Regions from separate parts of the Oryzias latipes genome. Here region 1 is linked to region 2. A link is a contact called in public Hi-C data. All regions are on one chromosome and are shown on one strand. Each heading gives the region's core, a stretch centred on a gene start, on an enhancer-like site or on the middle of the called end of the contact. The rest is flanking DNA. Distances are from core to core; before and after follow the strand shown. Region 1 overlaps ptprn2 (receptor-type tyrosine-protein phosphatase N2). Region 2 overlaps dnajb6 (dnaJ homolog subfamily B member 6).

What was found. A called contact is a pair of places that touch in the nucleus more often than the background predicts.
Region 1: a contact with region 2 is called in a Hi-C map of embryo, with 2.8 times the contacts expected there. The contact joins two enhancer-like sites. A contact is called at or near these places in 3 of 5 Hi-C or Micro-C datasets (all in embryo).

What each region holds. Positions count from the first base shown.
Region 1 is chr20:19,819,240-19,823,121 of ASM223467v1, forward strand. ptprn2 (receptor-type tyrosine-protein phosphatase N2) reads right to left here. Exons shown (of 22, transcript XM_020712453.2): 4 at 1-84. Among protein-coding and RNA genes, the nearest start is that of ptprn2, 25 kb to the right of the region's middle. Within about 2 kb of position 1,787, at least 1 of the 8 cell types and tissues checked has an H3K27ac peak or open chromatin away from gene starts, as enhancers often do. A contact at or near this core is called in embryo, where this site is marked.
Region 2 is chr20:19,696,624-19,700,536 of ASM223467v1, forward strand. It overlaps dnajb6 (dnaJ homolog subfamily B member 6), which reads left to right. Exons shown (of 10, transcript XM_011488993.2): 9 at 2,077-2,235; 10 at 3,440-3,913. The coding sequence ends at 3,549. Among protein-coding and RNA genes, the nearest start is that of LOC110017261, 18 kb to the left of the region's middle. Within about 2 kb of position 2,413, at least 2 of the 8 cell types and tissues checked have an H3K27ac peak or open chromatin away from gene starts, as enhancers often do. A contact at or near this core is called in embryo, where this site is marked.

The sequences.
Region 1 (3,882 bases), core at 537-3,036, 120 kb after region 2:
TCTGGTGGTGAAAGGGGACATTCCTCAATTTGGAAAGCTCCCTAGAGATGACCTTTTGAGTGATATCGTCCTCCCATTTCAAACCTAAAAAATGAAAAGAAAAAGGAAGCAAAATAAAAAAGAAATTAACAAAGTTTCTATTTGAAATTTAGCAACTGCTTACAACAGTAAAAATTGTTTTTTAGAACAGATCCTAAAGCAGATTCTACCGTTTCTTTATAGACGGTGAGACTTTTCTTGAACAGTTTCAGGGTTTTTCTGCAGAGCACCGATGTTGGATGACAAGGACTATCTTGGAATCTGTTTTACCCCAGAGGTGGAGGTCAAACACCAGAGACACCACATGTCTGTCAAGGTCTTCCACAATCAACTTTTCTAGCCATTTCTTAATAAACCTTGCTTTTGGTACTGCAGTGCAATCATGCTGACCATGCTCTGTGGCCTTGGACTGCCCTGTGGATGGTTTCGCTTTTCTAAAATATCTTTTACCACAAACCATGAGATATCCAGCAGGGATGTAATTTCACAAATGGGTTCAGTTCGCCTGTGGCATCCAGAAGCCACTCTTTACAACTCATTATCCTTTGTAATTTGACTTAAGTTAACCCCACATTGTCTGGCATGAGCTGCAAGCACAAGGAAAATTTAAGTTGCAGAATTGTAATATATGGTTTTCTAAAAAAACTAAATACTGTTTTTACGAATGCATCTCTAAGAAGTTTGGTGTATTCTGGTCTTATTTCAATAACTTAGATTGGCATCCAGTATCTTAAATCAATAAAAAACAAGGCTATTTTTTGAAAAAGGAAATGTCAACCTTTACTGATGTTTCAAAACCATCTATTGTCATTTAGTTCAAAGTTTTTAGAATATTTTCGTAGAAAGTAAACTTTTTTTTTGAGGGAGTCATTAACATGTTACCCTTCCTAATTTTAGCTACTCTGAAAATACTGAGCACATAGCATTACATTCAGTTCCTCAACTACAGTGGAACAGGTTGCAAAAAAACAAAACAAAACAAAAAAAACAAATGAAAAAGCCCAGACCATGATGACTCCATGTTGACAATTTATGTTTTTATGGCAAAACAATCTATTTAGTACCCAGGAGGACAGAAGCACACATCGCAGTAGCAAACAAAGCTTTATCTGAGAAAGAGAAGGTCTAAAATTACTCAGTAGACCTATTGAGCAGGGACAGGCCCAGACACACACAAACAGCAGTCAGTAAACACGCCTGGGGAGGCTGTCACAGTATGGCCTGACGCTGTGCCAACAACTCTGCTAATTGCCAACACATAGTTGAGGTGCATAACTCCTGGGCGGGGGCAAAGTACAGTTATGCCAGGACCAGATGGAACCATCCAAGCAAAGGAAACAAAAGATAAAGATTTTTGCCTACTCCCACCGACTCAAAAGGCATTTGAAGTTCAGAAAGCATTCCACAGATAATAGACATATCGAAAGGGTTGGAGTATTTAAAAAAGAAAAGAAAGAGCCAATAACTATGTTCACCCCTTAACATTTTCAGGATTCATCTGAAAGTGCCACTTGTAATGATATGGGAGTGTTTATGTCAACAAACTAGCAGACTTGGAGGGAATTATAGAAAACATGAAAGGCATTAACATAGCAGAATATCTTCATTAGCCCGGTTTCCCTTCCACAGACACCAGAATCTCTCCTCGATATTCATAAGCACCAGATGAGGATCTGAACAATGCAGAGCAGCTACAGATGCCTCCATTCATTCTTGGCAGCGCTGAATGGAGCACAAAGACAGCGTATGCTCTCACTGTTCTGGAACGCAGCTCAGTCATCCATCCATGCAACAATAACTGTTAACTACCCCTGGCTTATCCAGTGTGGGGTGCTACTGGCTATATGTTACCGTGGTGATGATCATTTGTGCTATCATCACTGGCGATGAGGAACGAAGGTCTGTTGTCATCCCTGAACGATCCATATGCTACCTGCAGTTTACTGCAGCTGCTTAAACGGTTTCAGAATGAACGTGCGACGGCACCATAAACCGCATGAGGCTGCCTACATCAACTGTGACACCTCTTTCCCCTCCGTCTCTTGGGGGAGGCACTCATTTTCATACATACCATGGTTTGCGAGTATGGGCGCACTTGAGGGAGAAGGTGTGTCGACGCAAATTACAGGGTTAAAATGATCCATTCTGTAAATCAAAAAGTCAAGGAGGCAGGGCCTTTGTGGCTGGATTCCTCTCAATCAACATCTCAACTGATTATTCTGGCACTAAGGAGTTAAACATCATGCAGATTCATCTGGAAGTCCAGAGAAACTGCAGGCATCATCATCAAACCCTGCCACTTTCTGCCTCTTAAAGTAACATCCTGTCTCAAGCAAGTGCCTCAGTTAATTAAAGCCTTCGCCATTAGTCTGATAGCTTTCAAACAGACGAGATATTTCTCCAGGCCTCCAATATTTTATGTGGGAAAGAGAGAGGCGGGGAGGGGGGTCTCCTAAATATTCAAAGCCTATTAGATGAGATCCTGTCTACATGTCTTCTTGTTTCATCTGGTTGTTTTGAAATGCAGATTTTCCCCTTTTCCTTTACTTCTGTCCACCAACTGGTTTTAAAAGCACTAATGGAAAAAACCCTGAATAATTCAGCGGCAACTTCTATCTAATTAGTTAAAATGAAATGTGTCACTCTGAGTTTGACACACAAATTAAACTAATCGTACACTTGTAAAGCAGGATATGGCCAAAATATGAATAGAGATTAAACGCAAATGTGTATTGGTGCTTGTTAGATTTACTTACATCTCAACATTTAATTTTATTAAATTTATTTTACCTGAGAAAATATTTCAAAATGTACACAGTAAGTTATTTAACCATTCAAAAAGGGTTATTTTATTATATTTTAACATTAGTTTAATTTAAATGCTATAAATGAGACAAGGGCAGCTTTACAACTGTATTGTACAATCAATAAAAACCTAATATGTTGATTTTCCTGCATTTATCATAGCTCCATATTGTTCTTTAGTATTTTCTTCCTAAAAAATAACAGAAGCTTCTCTCTAATTATATATATATTTTTAAAAAACAACAAGTTTTCTTCCAGTTACAGCTGCTTCACTTTTCTATGCATGCTTGTTATTGCGAATTCGCTGCTCACTAATAAACGGATAAATCAGAACAGGGTGGAACAGTTTGTCAGTTCGTCTTTCACAGTGAGCACTTTTGTGCACGAGCAAATGTAGGACCATAAATAAAGTAACTCCAGTGGAACATCAAGTCACTTTATGGTCAATGATTCTCCCTGACTGACAACTCCTGTCAATGGAGCTAATGCAAATGTCACAATGCATCATCATACTTAGATGTTCTCCATCATCTGTTGGCCCACATGGGCAGGGACAGGCGGACAATCGACTGCAGTTTACTGTAGGTGAACACGGTTCATTAACCACATCTCTGCAACTTTCAGGCAAAATTCTCTCTGCTTAGCCCCACCCACTTCCTAGCAACTGTTGCCATGAAAATAAACTAACCAAAAAGCCTTGGGCACATAAAAACAATCATGACAACTGGTAATTAGTAAAACCAAGTGAGTTAACCTTTAGCAAAATAAAAATAAAAATAAACTGCCTATTGAAAAACACTGGTTTTGTTGTCAGATGGAGGGAATTATCATTAAATGCAAGAGGAAATATAATTAAAATTACAATTTTCTACCAAGAAACAATTGTAAAATATTGTTTGATTAAGACATTGTGACACAATTTAATTCATGAGTACATAAAACAGCAACATGGTTCAACAACAAAATACATATAGATAATCAAGAGTTTGATGAAAGAGTTTACATGAAAACGCTTCATGTCGAAACAAGCTAATGACT
Region 2 (3,913 bases), core at 1,163-3,662:
GTTTTAAAAACTGATTTCAAACGATTTAAAGACTTCACACCTTATGAAAATAAGTGTTTTGGAGATTTTAACGTGTTCTTGTAGCATTTTTCTCATGATGGAGGATACATCTAAAAAAAAAAGGAGATTAAAATTATATTTCTGAGTATTTCTTTATTCAAATGGAGGAACAGACCTTAAGATTTTGTTTAACCCTTGTGCTATCTTAGATGACCCCACCCTTGCATTAACGTGTTCTCCCTACCATGACAAAGGTGAATAAAGGTGGAAAGATTTCATGTAATCCATGGACACCAGTGAAGATCACAAATCATTGAAGAAATAAGGTTCATAGCAATGTCTAGTGGGTCTAGATGAACCAACTCCCAACGTTAATGTGCCTATGAAAGCACAAAGGTTAAAAAAAAATCTTACTTCCAAACTATAATCAGTGGACCACAAGATCCCTGCTCCGCTCCATTCTGATGCATCCACTTGTAGACGGCTGGATCCATGTACGTCTTCCTTGTCTGACATCTGGCTCAAAACTGTACGGCTGGATAGCTCCAATCTTGCTCACCATTTTTTGTCCCACTGCTAATGTTGGCCTGGGGTTGGGAGGGGCTGAAGTTAGGGATGTAGGCATGTAAACAGAAAGATCATGGGAAGGATAACTCTGCACCAGCAGTCCCGCCCACAATTTCGATGCGTACTCCTGATCAAATACTGCCGCTCTGCATAAACTATGTTTGTAGAAAATAGCACAGGTTGCACAGTTTTAATTAAAAACCACTGGGAACGATTTACTTTTTAAAATTCATTCAATATTGAAGTTGTTATTTGTTGTGTGTATTGCGGTTCCCGAGCGCGGCTGTGTCTGCAGCTCACCGCTCCCCCAGGGGATGGGTCAAATGCGGAGAATAAAGTTCACACACCTAGGTGTGTGACAGATAGTGGGACTTTAACTTTGACTTTAACTGTAACCCTTGTGCTATCCTAGGGACTTTAACATCGGGAGTTGGGTCATCTAGACCCACTAGACAGTGCGCTGAACCTTTTTTCTTTAATGATTTGTGATCTTCACTGGTGTCCATGGATTACATGAAATCTTTCCACCTTTATCCACCTTTCTCATGGTAGGGAGAACACGTCAATGTACGGGTGGGGTCATCTAAGATAGCACAAGGGTTAAAAATGCTTCATCTCTGAAACTATTCAAAAATTCTGGCACACTTTTGGAGCTGGCAGAGATTTCTACCAACACTTTCCATCTAATTCACATCAAAAAAGAAAGGAAATGCGGGGGATGCATGGATCGACTGTTGTATTGGAGCTGAGATGCTCACACAGTTTACCCTGACGTCAGTTAAAGCCTCTGGTGATTTGGGCTGCGTTCAAAGCAGAGCTATCGGACACCTTGCAGGGGATTTAAAAAAAAAAAAAATTCTGGTGCAGATCCTTCCCTACAATGCGTCCAGTTTCAACACAACGAGCATCTGGCCTCCTTTCTCCTCCTCTCCGCTGCCTTAATTACACAACACAATGGCAATGAGATCTGCCTGTAATCTCCCAGCATAATAACACCCCCCCTCACCCTAGCCCCTGCCTGCCACTAATTCAATATAAATGTAAATTACCTAGAGAAAAGAATAACCAAATCTCATTTTATTTACATGACTAATCACAATAAAGTTGGGCAGATGAAATATGAATAAAAAATATAGTGTTTGGGAAAAAATGGGGCATCTGCGTATCCTCAGGGACTTGTTTTATATCATTCTTGTTGTTTCTTGTTGGTTACATCAATATACCTTTTAGACTCGTGCTCAACCTGCTGTAATAGATGTGTGCATCTACTTTCTCCTGTCTGATTGTATTCACACTGCCAAGGGCATCAGAAGCCAATATGTGAGGTTTTTTTTTTTTTTATTGCAACACACATCTCCTGTCAGAAGGATGAAATTCACAAGAGCTGCATGGGGGGGGAGGAGAAAAAAAACAAAACAGATTTAATGTCGAACACCTCTGGCAATTCATCCAGACAGTGAAAAAGCTTAGGTGTGATTCATTCCCACCCTGTTCTGCTCACACCCGCAGACATCACAGCCCAAGACCCCCTGGAGGAGGAGTTTCATCGCCGCAGACAGAACACACTTCCTGGCCTGGGCCTGCACCAGCGCTACCTGAGGAACTCTGCTCAAAACCCCTTTGAGGAAGAGGAGGAGCACGGCCCACTGAGTCTGGGCCTAACAAGAGGTCCGCCCACCCGCCACTGCATGCTGATTAATCACCAGCAAAGATTTTAAAGAGCCTTAATGAGCGCAACTAACTGTGTACTTTAAGGCGTGATGGCCACACAAAGCAGGACCAAGAAGAGGGGCTCATTTGATTGGCAGATGTAAACACAGAGGGCAGATATGTTCATTAAGCAGCTCTGTTCTACATCGCTGTAACCATCAGAGGTCGGAGTCCACCCCCTGTTTTCCTCCACGGGGTCAGGAAGTCAGCCACAAAAGCGGAGCAATTATCAGCAGCACACATTCGCCGAGCGTCACATGGCGGCGGCTTCGTTAGCATGGAAGCTTTAATTTCAGCGTGTGTAGTTCCTGCTGAGACACAAACAAAGGCCTTGATTCTTTGTCTGAGAGAATGACACAGTCCTCCAAGTCCCTCAGAAAGTTTTTAACAAAACCTGCTTTCTGTGGCTTCAACTTCGATATCAGAGCAAAGACAGCATCAATTAACATGCGTGTGATGTAGTTTGTGGCATTTAAGGGGTCAATTATTTGCATTTTTACCCAAGAAAAAAGTACTTTGAAAATAAAACTCTAAATAGCTGCTCAAAGCACACTTACCACACTTATGGATGGAGAAATGTGCTTATAAACATAAACCTGTTCATGCTTATTATAGGTTAGAACACACTGATCATTTTTAGAGCTGCTGGTCTGACAGTAGTGGACCTTCCAGTTCTAAAACTCTCAGATGCTATGTGACAGTTGTGTGAATCCCCCCCCCCCTGAAAATTTAGAAATTAAAATTATGAGTCTTGAAAATGAGGCAATTTTACAACATTTGATTTCACATTTAGGGAATTAAAAATGTTCCCATTTCAAAATCCAAAACTGTTGTCTTCATAATTCTTCACTCAATGAACTCGTATTTAACCTTGTAAAGCTCAAGACATCAAGGAATTGCCAAAAAAAAAAGAAAAATCAAATTTTTACCCTTTGATGAAATCCATTAAACATTGCAGTAACATCTTTTTATTAGATAGCGTCAATATTGATACATTGGGTGATTTGGTAAGTTTTTACTCACAACAATGTTACGTTGAGATGCAAAAATAATGACATTAATGGAAAGTTATAAAGTTATGCATTTTTAAGTTTGGGGCTAAATATTTTTTTTTGTCATTTCATTGAGAAATAACGTTGCTTTTATACTTTCATTTTTGAAGGACATGTGGATACCAAAAGGAAGAAGCTGTGGTTGAAGGAGGCAGAATCCAAAAGGAAGCGAGCTGGACGCCTTTTCCCCAGATTCAGTGGACTTGGTGCCTTTTTTTGAACTCTTCTGACTTGTACAGAACATGATGTCTGATTGCAGAAGAGCCATGAGTTCTTTGTGGCATTAGTTTTTTTTTTTGTGCTAATTATTGGCGAGCCGACAGCCTTACTGCTGCTTCATTTCTCCACCTGTTAATCAGCTGCAACGCAAAGCTTAACTTCTACATTAGATGCTCGCCTGCAGAGACCTCCGTTTTAATGGTTTATTTTGTCCGAGACGCGCTTTAACGATTCAGCTGTGGCTGTGTTTGTTATTAATGGAACCTTGAGTTTCAATTCATCTCTCATGATTGGACTTTCCTAAGTTTTACTGTGTTTTTGGGAAGTTTTTGAAAAGGGCCCAGGTGGAAGGAGAATGGCAGGAA